Linked DNA regions of Mus musculus: all the other regions are linked to region 1. The links are chromatin contacts, called in public HiCAR-type maps. All regions are on one chromosome and are shown on one strand. Each heading gives the region's core, a stretch centred on a gene start, on an enhancer-like site or on the middle of the called end of the contact. The rest is flanking DNA. Distances are from core to core; before and after follow the strand shown.

Evidence for each region. HiCAR-type assays count read pairs that join an accessible place to other places.
Region 2: a HiCAR-type map of astrocytes shows a contact between it and region 1, with 3 times the contacts expected there. The contact joins the enhancer-like site here to the promoter of Hspa14 in region 1. A contact is called at or near these places in 4 of 39 promoter capture datasets (embryonic stem cells, hippocampal neurons and liver), 1 of 484 Hi-C or Micro-C datasets (bone marrow-derived macrophages) and 3 of 115 datasets of contacts at active chromatin or transcription factors (astrocytes, forebrain and large pre-B cells).
Region 3: a HiCAR-type map of astrocytes shows a contact between it and region 1, with 2.1 times the contacts expected there. The contact joins the enhancer-like site here to the promoter of Hspa14 in region 1. A contact is called at or near these places in 10 of 39 promoter capture datasets (the 3T3-L1 cell line, the HPC-7 cell line, HPC-7-derived erythroid cells and 6 more) and 1 of 115 datasets of contacts at active chromatin or transcription factors (astrocytes).

What each region holds. Positions count from the first base shown.
Region 1 is chr2:3,511,080-3,514,554 of GRCm38.p6, reverse strand. It overlaps Hspa14 (heat shock protein 14), which reads left to right and starts at 1,741. Exons shown (of 14, transcript NM_015765.2): 1 at 1,741-1,921; 2 at 3,301-3,381; 3 at 3,458-3,475. The coding sequence starts at 1,865. It overlaps Cdnf (cerebral dopamine neurotrophic factor), which reads right to left and starts at 1,490. Exons shown (of 4, transcript NM_177647.4): 1 at 1,314-1,490. The coding sequence starts at 1,428.
Region 2 is chr2:4,444,351-4,447,825 of GRCm38.p6, reverse strand. All of the region lies in intron 2 of Frmd4a (FERM domain containing 4A), which reads right to left. Among named protein-coding and RNA genes, the nearest start is that of Gm23691, 65 kb to the right of the region's middle. Within about 2 kb of position 1,980, at least 112 of the 459 cell types and tissues checked have an H3K27ac peak or open chromatin away from gene starts, as enhancers often do. A contact at or near this core is called in astrocytes and liver, where this site is marked.
Region 3 is chr2:4,035,322-4,038,796 of GRCm38.p6, reverse strand. It overlaps a transcript of Frmd4a not described here. Among named protein-coding and RNA genes, the nearest start is that of Gm52545, 5.1 kb to the right of the region's middle. Within about 2 kb of position 1,861, at least 17 of the 459 cell types and tissues checked have an H3K27ac peak or open chromatin away from gene starts, as enhancers often do. A contact at or near this core is called in astrocytes, where this site is marked.

The DNA.
Region 1 (3,475 bases), core at 492-2,991:
TGTCGGGAGTCACAGAGAAACCCAAGTTCAACCCTTGGATGTCCTTGGATTAGTCTCTGATAACCTCAGCACAGATGATGGAGCTAGTAACTTAAGGGTCCCCATTTGTGTGCATTGGTGTGATGTCAAATGTGTGTGTTACATTGTTGTTATTTAAGGTTCAGGGTTTTCTTTGTTGTTTTGTTTTGTTTAAGGTTTATTTATTTTATATATGTGAGTACACTGTCACTGTCCTCAGCCACACCAGAAGAGGGCATCAGACCCCATTACAGATTGTGAGCCACCATGTAGTTGCTGGGAATTGCACTCAGGACCTCTGGAAAAGCAGTCAGTGCTCTTAACCACTGAGCCATCTCTCCAGCCCTTTTTTGTTTATTAAAGTAGTTTCATACATCAATCTATAATGATTTCAAAATAGTTTGAAGTTCTATAATAAAATCCTGCTTGCCCAAGATGAGATCTTTAACTGAAATTATAACTGTTAAACCAGTATCTTTAGCTACAGAAATTTTAAATAACATCTAAACTTATTTTAAATTTCTAGAGGAAGGTTTGATAATTGCTGATAGAAAGCTGGACTCCAACTACTATTAATACTATTTACTTACAATAAGACTCAACTGCCCATTCCACATGAATCTTGTCTCCATTTTCTGTTCAGTACATCTGCTCTCAAGATGAGAAGATATATGTTTACATCACTTCAATAAAACAAGAAGTGCTACAGTGGTCCCAAAGGGACTATCAAAACTGTTCATCTTGGCTCTTGTTAACAGTCCTCTACAAAATACACTGTTTTTTTGTTTTGTTTTGTTTTTACAAAACCTAGGTACTATAACACCCTCAAAACCAGGTGGGATGGTGGAATTGAAGGTATGATCGCCAAGTCCACAGAAGAAAACAGGCGTCTATTTTATCGTTCTCTAGGAATTAATGTGCTCCTTTGTAAAGCAGCTTGTCTATAAAGTCCTAGTCAGCCGTACCCTTGTCTTTGATTTCAGCAACCCTAACGTATTGCCATGTTTTATTTACCTCCTAGGAATGGCAATTAGTTTGAACCTCAAAACATGTCTTCTGAGCAGAGAAGCAAGTCTCCTCGGTTAGGAGCAACAAAATCAAGTTGGCAGCGGAGACCATTTGCACAAAATCTAATACGAATCCTATTTCACTCCTTTTTCTGCGCCACCTTAATAATGACAGCAAAAGCAGAAGGGTGAAATGTTATTTACAGCTTGGGCCGGGAGAAGCTGCTTAGGCAATTGCTAGGCTGAGCGCGGTGTCGCCGCCATGCAAGCAGGTCACACACCGCTCACCTTCACAGTCAGCCCTCGGCCCCACACCGGCCTCCAGGCCCTGCGCCAGCACAGGGTTCGAGATACAAAACCCGGCGCAAAAGGTCACCAGAGCAGTTGGACTGATGCACCGCATGCTGAGCCTGGGACCCGGAACTACCCACACCTTCCTTACTGTAGTGGGGGCTGCCTCGTGAAGCCGGAAAGAGGCAGGAAACAAGTGACGCAATCTCACCAGGCGTTCCCATTGGCTCTGATGAACGGCGCTCAGGAGAGGGAGGAGCTAATGACCCTCTTCCGGGCCTTTCCGGCTTGAGCTTGAGCAGACCGGCGTTTACGCCGGGCTCCCAAGGAGCGCGGAGTGATGCGCTAAAACTATTGGCTAACCGTTCTGATGAAAGGCGGCATCCTTATGTTGATTGGCTGCGACTTGGGAGGCCGGCGCAGCAGACCGGACGCAGTAGGCGGGCGGGAACGTGAAGTCTCCGCAGTGCCTGATGGGCTTGTTCCGAGGAAGCTAGCTGAAGCTGCTGAAGGGTCCTTCGTTGAGCTGCCGTGGTCTCCGCCGCCTTATGGCGGCGATCGGCGTGCACCTGGGCTGCACATCAGCCTGTGTGGCTGTCTACAAGGTGAGCCTGGGAAGCTGTCTCCGGGTTCCGTGGCGGCCACCCTGTTTTCTGGGCTCCGGGTCATCGGCCCGGGAACCGTGCGTGCAAGCAAGTGGCAATGTTGCGGGTTCTCGGCTCTCCCTCCAAGGCCAAGCACGCTGTGTGGAGGGTGGATACAGAGAGCCGGATCTTGGATACTCCAGGGTATCCTGGACGTCTTGGCTGTTTGAGGAGTTTTAGGGACGAAAAGGCCTCAAGCATGCAGGGTGCACTTAGGAGACCGGGCCATAGGATGCCCAGAAGAGTTCAAAAGACGTCAGGGCTCCAGGATGCCTGGAGTCCTCGGGGCGGGGGACATCGTTCTTGTAAAGACGCCTAGAACAAACCTGGATGTCAGGACCCCCTGGATGCTAGAGAAGTCCTAGTGACAACTGACCGCAGAGTCCCTAAGAGGTCACGGTGACGTCACTGGTTCGGGGTTCCCGGAGGTGGGAGGTATTTGAATTTCTGAGCAACCAGAGCACTGTGTAACTGCCCTCGAGAGAAGGGTTCCTAGTTAAGAACTGACTCTTGCTGTACACACTTGATTCTAGAACTGAGAACTTAACAAGGAACTATAGCTTTTTCCTCCTCAATATCGATGGAGAAGGAACAATGTTAAGGAATTTAACCGATGCTATCTTCGGTTTTAAGTCTCATTCGATTTATCAGGAAAGTCCCAGGGGAGTAGCTACTTCGTTTGTAGGGAAGCAGGTGGAAAAGCTGTATTTGTGGGAGAGTCGTGTAATCATGCTTGCTAGGTATAGAATGTTGTATACATTTGATCCAGCTTACTGCACAGATCTAAACGGGAAAATGCATGGGCTAGAAGAAGCCTTTTATTAAACTATAAGAAACAAATAGTGGCAGTTAAAAGACCAGTTTATGAGGGACAATCTAAGAAAGAGAGACACTGCCAACCTAGTAAGGTTTTGCAAGGTGGAGTAGTCTGAGGACTGAACTCGGGTAGCCTTGTGCTTTTATTGATTGTTACGAAAAAAAGGCCTTTTGGCAAGTCAATTACTGAATACCAGAATGTCTTCTCTGATCTCGTTGTCTGAAGGACCCATTGCCTAAGCAATTATCAACCATTGCAAAAATTCCTGGTTTGCCAAGAATGTCTTGCTACTGAGGTTATGCAATTCCTCAGTTTGAAATTCCCAAAGGAAGAGCAACCCCATAAGTCCCATCACTGATTATTTACAGAAGATGACTTTAAGGCCTGAATGGGTGTCACTCAGGCACCTGAGTGAATGCCAGATACAATGGCATTTCTAAAATTCCATTACAATCTGCAGGTATATTCAATGAGATTGTGCATTCCAGTGTGAGAGAACTAACCCTCTCACATCTTTCCTTAGGATGGCCGGGCCGATGTGGTTGCAAATGATGCAGGGGATAGAGTCACACCAGCCATTGTTGCTTACTCGGAACGTGAACAGGTACGGTCGAGTACTCTCATCGGTGGTTCTTGAAAATAATGCAGAGTCTTGTTGTTAATGTGCAGTTCTTTTTCAGGTGGTTGGACTGGCAGCA
Region 2 (3,475 bases), core at 731-3,230, 930 kb before region 1:
GAGTCTTACACAGATGGGAAAGGAGTGTATATGAGCATGTCTCACTTCCTGATGCAGTCCATCTCTCCCAGGCGTTTTTTGGGGGGAGTGCAAGGTTAGGGATATGCTTCCACAGGGGGTTACTGTTGAGGGAGCCACCCAAATGTAGATCGATTAACTGCCACCTGTCGCCTTGCTTTCAATACTGTCACTAATCTGGAAAGAAGTTTCTCACAAGACACAGCACAGGTCAAGATCTGAGTCACAGTTTCTTCTAAGAAGTCAAGGGTTCCCCTTCTAACCTTATTTACTGACACCGATTCTAATTTTCCAATAGTCTAAGTCAGCAAGTGGCAATATGTAACAGTTACAGAGGGTCACAGGGTCAAGTTTTCAGCCATCCCACTGTATGCTGGAACCTGTCAGTCCGAATGGGAACCTTTCAGGCTTTTACCCACTGGCACAATGCTGTCACCCGAGGTCCATCTCATCTCTCCATTCTGACCAATAGGTTCCCAGGTACTCTACCTCTGACAGCCACCCTTGCATCCAGTAAGAAATGAGAAGGTGGGTGAAGGTGGTGGTGGATCATTGTACTCCACTACTGGGGATGCAGAGATAGACAGATCTCTGGGTTTTACTCAGCAGCCAATCTAGCTTATTTGGTGAAGTCTAAACCAGCCAGGGACCCTGTCTCAAAACTACAATGTGGATAGCAACTGAGGAATGATATCTAAGGTTGTCTGCCATATACATGTACACACATGCAGACACTAACACACACACACACACACACACACACACACACACACACACACACACACACACACACACACAGTGGTGGGAAGGAGGGAGGGAGAGGGAAGAAGACAGTTTTATACACCTGTAATCCCAGCACAAAGCAGGGTAGGCAGGAGAATTATAATTTTGTGGCCAGATGGAACTACACCATGAGGCCCTATCTCAAAATCTGAACTATATTCCTTTTGTATAATATGCACATGTCCATTTGCAGAACCACAGAGGATCCCATGTCTACTATTCCAACCCGAGTGTTCTCCTTTCTGTTTCCCCTCTCCTACTGCGTCATAGCAGTTGAGAATCTCTTGGTCTCCATGAGAACTTGGCCAGGGAACATTTTGCAAAAGATGGAAAGATACAGTAGTCTGAAAACTTCTGTGAAAGACAGGGCAGGGCTTTTCTATTCTTACTTGGGAAAGCACTCTGAGCTATAACACACCATGCATGGGTGGCTGACTTAAAAATCTTATCTCTTTGCTGTTTCCCTTCTTGGTTCAGTGCTTCTACTTTTAGAAATTCGTCTCTATATATCTGACTGGATTGACATTTCACTCTTTAGACTGCATGCTCTTGGGAGATGGGGACAATGACCGTTTTCCTTTAGTCTAGGGTCTAATGTACTGGCTATAACCACAACATTGAAGAAAAGGCATCTTATGATGACTAGTGTAACTTCAGGGCTGGGTGGGCCTAGAAGAATCAGCCTTTCTGCAGGCACTTTTGGGAGGTCACCACTTATTTAGTAACACATCTGGATGTAAGACTAGGGAAGCTGTTTGTGAGGAAATAACTTTTGAATGAGCTTCTTCAGTGGTACAGCTCAGCCACTGGGATCCCTGCCACAGGCAGAGAGCCTGCCAAAGGGAACTCCTCGTGTAGTTGTAAAGTTCTTGGGGTTTGGTGGTGGCGCAGGCAATTTGGCCTCAGATGCCGTTAGCATCCTGGTCTTTTTGTTCTGTGAGCTCCCAGCAGCCTGAGGGCTTAGTCTTATGGGGTTTTCTGGATTTCCACACAGTTATGTCAGAGTGTACATAAAGGTTCTTTAAGTCGCAGGCATACAGACTTGCTGTGTGTGGCCACAGAGGAGCAGGGACACCTGGGAGTCCTTAGCCACAACTTACGGTGGCTACGACAGAGTGCTAGAGTGGGTGATACAAGCTTAACTCAGAGTGATGACTCAAGTCTGAGCTGGCTAGGGCTGAACCCAGCTGATGCTTGGCTTGCTCTGTGGACTTGCCAAGTGTCTCAGAGCTGGAACAAGAGAAGCCCATGACTGGGAAATACTGACTTTCAGACAGAGAAACGGATGGCTCATTCCAGACAGCAAGCCACTGTGTCCTTATAAAAATGGTGCGGTGAGGCTGCGGCACTGCCAGGGGCAGGCTAGCAGGCAGCGTCCCTGCTGTTCCCTGGCTTCCCAGCAGCTTTTGTACATGTGATTACTGCTTGTTCTTTTCCTTACATATCAAAAAACAAAGTAGATTCTAAGACTTGAGAAGATTATGTACCCAGGGTCATGGTTTTGGGTTGAATTGCCCCTCTCTAAACTTATTGTTTCTTAAAAATAGTTTCATTTTTAAGTTGTGTGTATGTCTCAGTGTATGGACATGTGAGTACAGGTGCCTAAAGAGGGCAGAAGAGGGCACTGCATCCCTTGGAGCTGGAGCCACATGTGGTTGTAAGAGTCTCATATGGTACTTGAGACTGAACCTGGGTCCTCTCCTACAGCAGTGCTCTTCACACCGGAGTCATTTCTCCACCCCCTCAAATCCACTGTTAACATCCAAATCATGGAGTCTTAGAAAGTAGCTGGATTCTGAAATGACCTTTGAAGAGGTGACTAAATGAAGTTATAGGGGCAGAGTCTCCATTCAACAGGATCAGTGTCAAGAAAGGAGGAGGAGGAAGAAAAAGGAAAAAGTAGAAGAAAGGAGGAGGAGGAGAAGGGGCAGGAGGAAGAAGAAGAGGAAGAAGGAAAGGAGAAGAAAAAGGAGGAGAAAGAAAAAGAAGACCATGAAGAGGAGGCAAGGAGGAGGGGAGGGATGGAGGAGGAGGAGGGAGGAGGATATAAAGCCAAGGCCACATGAAGACAGAAGGAATGCAGCCAGCTGCAAGCCAGAGAGACGGCTCTGGAAAGATAACCCTGCTTACATCCGCTCTTGGACTTCTATCATCTAGGCCTGTGAGACATGCATTTCTGACTTTAATCCCTCCACCTAGCCTGTGGCCTTTTATTGCAGTACCCACTGTGGCTGATATAGTAGCATTTAAAATTTGGACTAACATCGAAGTCCATGCTTGGAAGCTGAGACTCTAAACATTAACTTTGATCTTATTTCAACAAGTGTAACCAAAGTTTGAGATCTGGGTGCCTGACCCTTTAGCCATTGCGTCTGTTTGTTTGTTTTTGCAATATTTGGGAGCCCGGGACCTCAAGCATGGTAGACAAGAATGCTACCACAGAACTACGCTGCAGCCATAGCTGTCCCTTTAGATTTAAGAATCTGACTGCTGTTGTCTCTGGTTCCTGGCGCTGGCACTATACTCTGTGATTGTCTTGAGTATAAGGATAAAGTTTTTACACTGCATTTATCTATCTATCTATCTATCTATCTATCTATCTATCTATCTATCTATCTATCTATCTATCTATCTAAGTGGAGCACCAGTGGTGAGGCCAGAGGACAGTTTGCTG
Region 3 (3,475 bases), core at 612-3,111, 520 kb before region 1:
CTTGAGACAGTTCTCCAAGCAGTTCTCTCTTGGTATTCTAAAAATTTCTCTGGATAGCTCATCTCTTGCAGATCATAAGCCCAGTCTTTTATTTTGCATATCAATCCAGTCATTTGCTCCAGGTTTCTTTTTGATTATCCTATCAATCACCATCCCATGACCCCAGCCCTTTCATTCTTAGGAGACAGCAAACATAGTTCTTTTTTTAACATTGCAAAAGAACTCAGATATCTGCTTGCCACTGTTAAGCACAGAGGATAAGCTAGCTGGGTAGGGCCTCGCCCCTGCCTCTGCTGTGCTCTGAGTTAACTTCTTCATCTTCCTGCATGGCTTTGATGGTAAATGAAGGAAATGCTTAAGCAACCATGAATATTAAGAACTATAGACAAGGGCCTTCTGTACAATGTGCTGTGTATTTTCTACATGGAAAAGGGCTAAAGAAGTTTGGTCTAGCATTTAAGCCACAGTTCAAACCAGGCTGCTATAGGAAACTGTACTTGCTATAAGAAAAGATGGAGAGAAGAGCTTGTGACTAAGCAAACACCCAGGGAGGCTCTGCCTGAGGAGTAGTGTTCATGTTTCTCACCTTACATTCATCCAGCTCTTGAAAAATGTGACATGATTCAACCACCAACCAAAAGCTACAGCTTATTTCATATATCTGAAACTCTCAGCCTGTAGAAATGTGTATGTGCTGAGGAGGGGGTTGGGATATGAAGGAAAGGGGGATCCTGAGAAAATGATTGAGAATTTAGGAAATTCATAACTATATAAAGATATTTGTTTTGGGTTTTAAGAAGATTCTAATCCCTATCTGACACAGGGTCCAAGAAAATGGAAACCACTTGAAACAGAGTGTTGCTTGAGGGAAGATGTTTTTACTCTTCTCTGTCACCAGTACACACTGCTAATCGACAAACATTGGTTTGAACATTGAAGGGGAAAACCACTTCCCAGTCATCTGAAGCTCAGGCTTTTAAACAAAGGAGGACTCTTCACTGGAGTTCATTTCTAACCCTCAGCTACAGTTAAATGCAACCATTTTGGAAGAGCCTTTCAAAGTCTATTGATGGTCAAATTGCACTATTGATTTGTACAAACTGCAGACTCTGAGCCTCCCATTCAAATCCCCTTTAGCTGGTCTTGAATGGCTGTGTTTTCTTTTATTCTTGGTGTCTGACTTTTCATACTTCTCTTTGCTACATTGTGTTTTTTGTTTATTTTTTGCATTCCACTGTCACCAGGAACATGATAAATATCAGAAAGCTCCTAATTTGAGCCCAAGGATAAGTCAGAAATAATATTCAAGGGTGAAGTCAACATATCATAATGGAACAGAAACTTGCAGGGTGATCTACCAGCCAATCAGGAGGAGGGTCCTCGGTGGGAATACACTCTCCAGAAATAAGCTTAAAAAAGAATGCACAGATACATAATCTCTGTTGTGTCTTATAGACACCCCAGAAACAAGGCTTTACATTGACCTGAAGGAAGAGCCCCCTCTCTCCCACTGAACACCGCTCCAATTTGCTAACCACAAGAGAAAACTAGAGAGAAAACCAAGAAGTAGTCCTTTTGCAAGGTGATAACTTGAAAGACAGGCAGTCAGCTGTACTAGGGACTTTCAGAAATAAGGAGTGGGGATTGGGAAGCCTCCATCAACAGTGTTGTCTAACACCATCCGTTGGCGTCCCCAGCGAGCTCTAGAGAAATGCCAGGGGACTGGTCTCAACAGGACTGGTGATACAGGCACACCGAAGGATATGGCTGCTTGTGTTTTCAGTCGCAGTACTCCCTCACAGAGTCCGAACTCCAGTTTCCCATCTCCTGCCCTGCTGTCCTTTCTTCCTCTCTATTGGATTCATTATGATTCTGTTGTTGGAAGTAGCGGGCCAGCATTCACTGGCCAAGAATCCAAGGCACATTGGCTACATTTTCTCCTTGCCAAATGGACAACCTCTGATTCAAAGAATGAAGAAACCCCCACATTTTCAGCCCTTTGAAGCTGTTGTTCAGACAAAAGAGGGCTCCATCTCATTTCTATTCCTTCAGCTACAGTTAAATGTAGCCATTTTTGAAGGGCTAGTGATGGCCAAATTGCACAATTGATTGATACCAACCGCAAACTCAGAACCTCATCCAAATCCCTTTAATTGGTCTTCAATGATACTCCTTTTTAAAATTATTTGGGCAGGAAAGGAAAGAAATGTGCCAAAGACAACTTACACAAAGAAAATTAACACCCTGTCTTTGTTCCATTTTCTCTGGCACAGATACGGACTTCCAAGTTATTATTTTTTTTTCTCCTTGAGGAGAAGTTGTAAGAATGTGAACAGCAGTTGGGACTTTTCTTGTTCAGTTACCATAATTAGAAAAATAGACTAAAATTATGCAGAAGCAGATTGAGGGGGAAAGACAGCCTGGCTTTCATATGAAATAGTGAATTCTTTTTTTAAATTCAAAGATGCTTCTCCCTCCGTATATGTCTTTCATCTCAGAGCAGTTCGTGCACTGCTTTTAAGTCTCAGGTTTAACAGCTACTGCCTCCTTCAAAGAACTGGAGGCATTGATTGGAAGTGTGTCCACGCCATTGTGGCTGTTTACTAAGAGGGTGTTCTGGAGCTGCAGATATGGCTCAGTCAGTAAACCACTTGCCATGAGTCCATTAGAACCTGATTGTGACATGTCCCCCTGGAACCCATGGTGCTATATCAAGTCTATGGCCACAATCACAGCTCTGTGGAAGTGGAGATTGGAAGAGCCATGTGGCCTGCTAGCTAGTCAGCCTATTTGAATCAGTAAGGTCCAGGTTCAGGGTGAGATTGTGTCAGACTTTAAAGTAAAGAACAACTGAAGAAGATACTAACTGGTGTTAACCTTGGGCCTCCACATGTAACACACACACACACACACACACACACACACACACACACACACACAAACACAAACACATACAAACACATACACACACACACAAACACACACCACACACACACACACACACACACACATACACACACATACACACACACACACACACACACACACACACACACACACACACACACACACGTGTTCACAGGTATACAAATGGGGCCTATGAGCTCTGATACCCAGCCTCCTACTAAAATGAAAGACTACACAAAGACAAAAGGGAATTTATTGTGCTCTGGTTTTCATACATGTTCCTTCTACTCTTCTCAACACTGTAACCTGGGCTCTAATACCCCCTCGAGAGAGGTCCAATACTTAATTATCCTGGTTCCCCTGTCATCCAAGAGCTCCTCTTTGAATCTCCATAGCATTTCTGCCCATCTCTCATTGGTTTCTCATTACTTGTCCTTGTCCTTTCTTCTTTATGCTCTCAGCCAGCCCACATTGAAGGTCCCTGGATGGAATACTGTCTTGGACAGTGCTCTGCTCCCCTTTGGTACTCAGTACGAGACTGGGTACAATGAGTAATACATAGATTTTC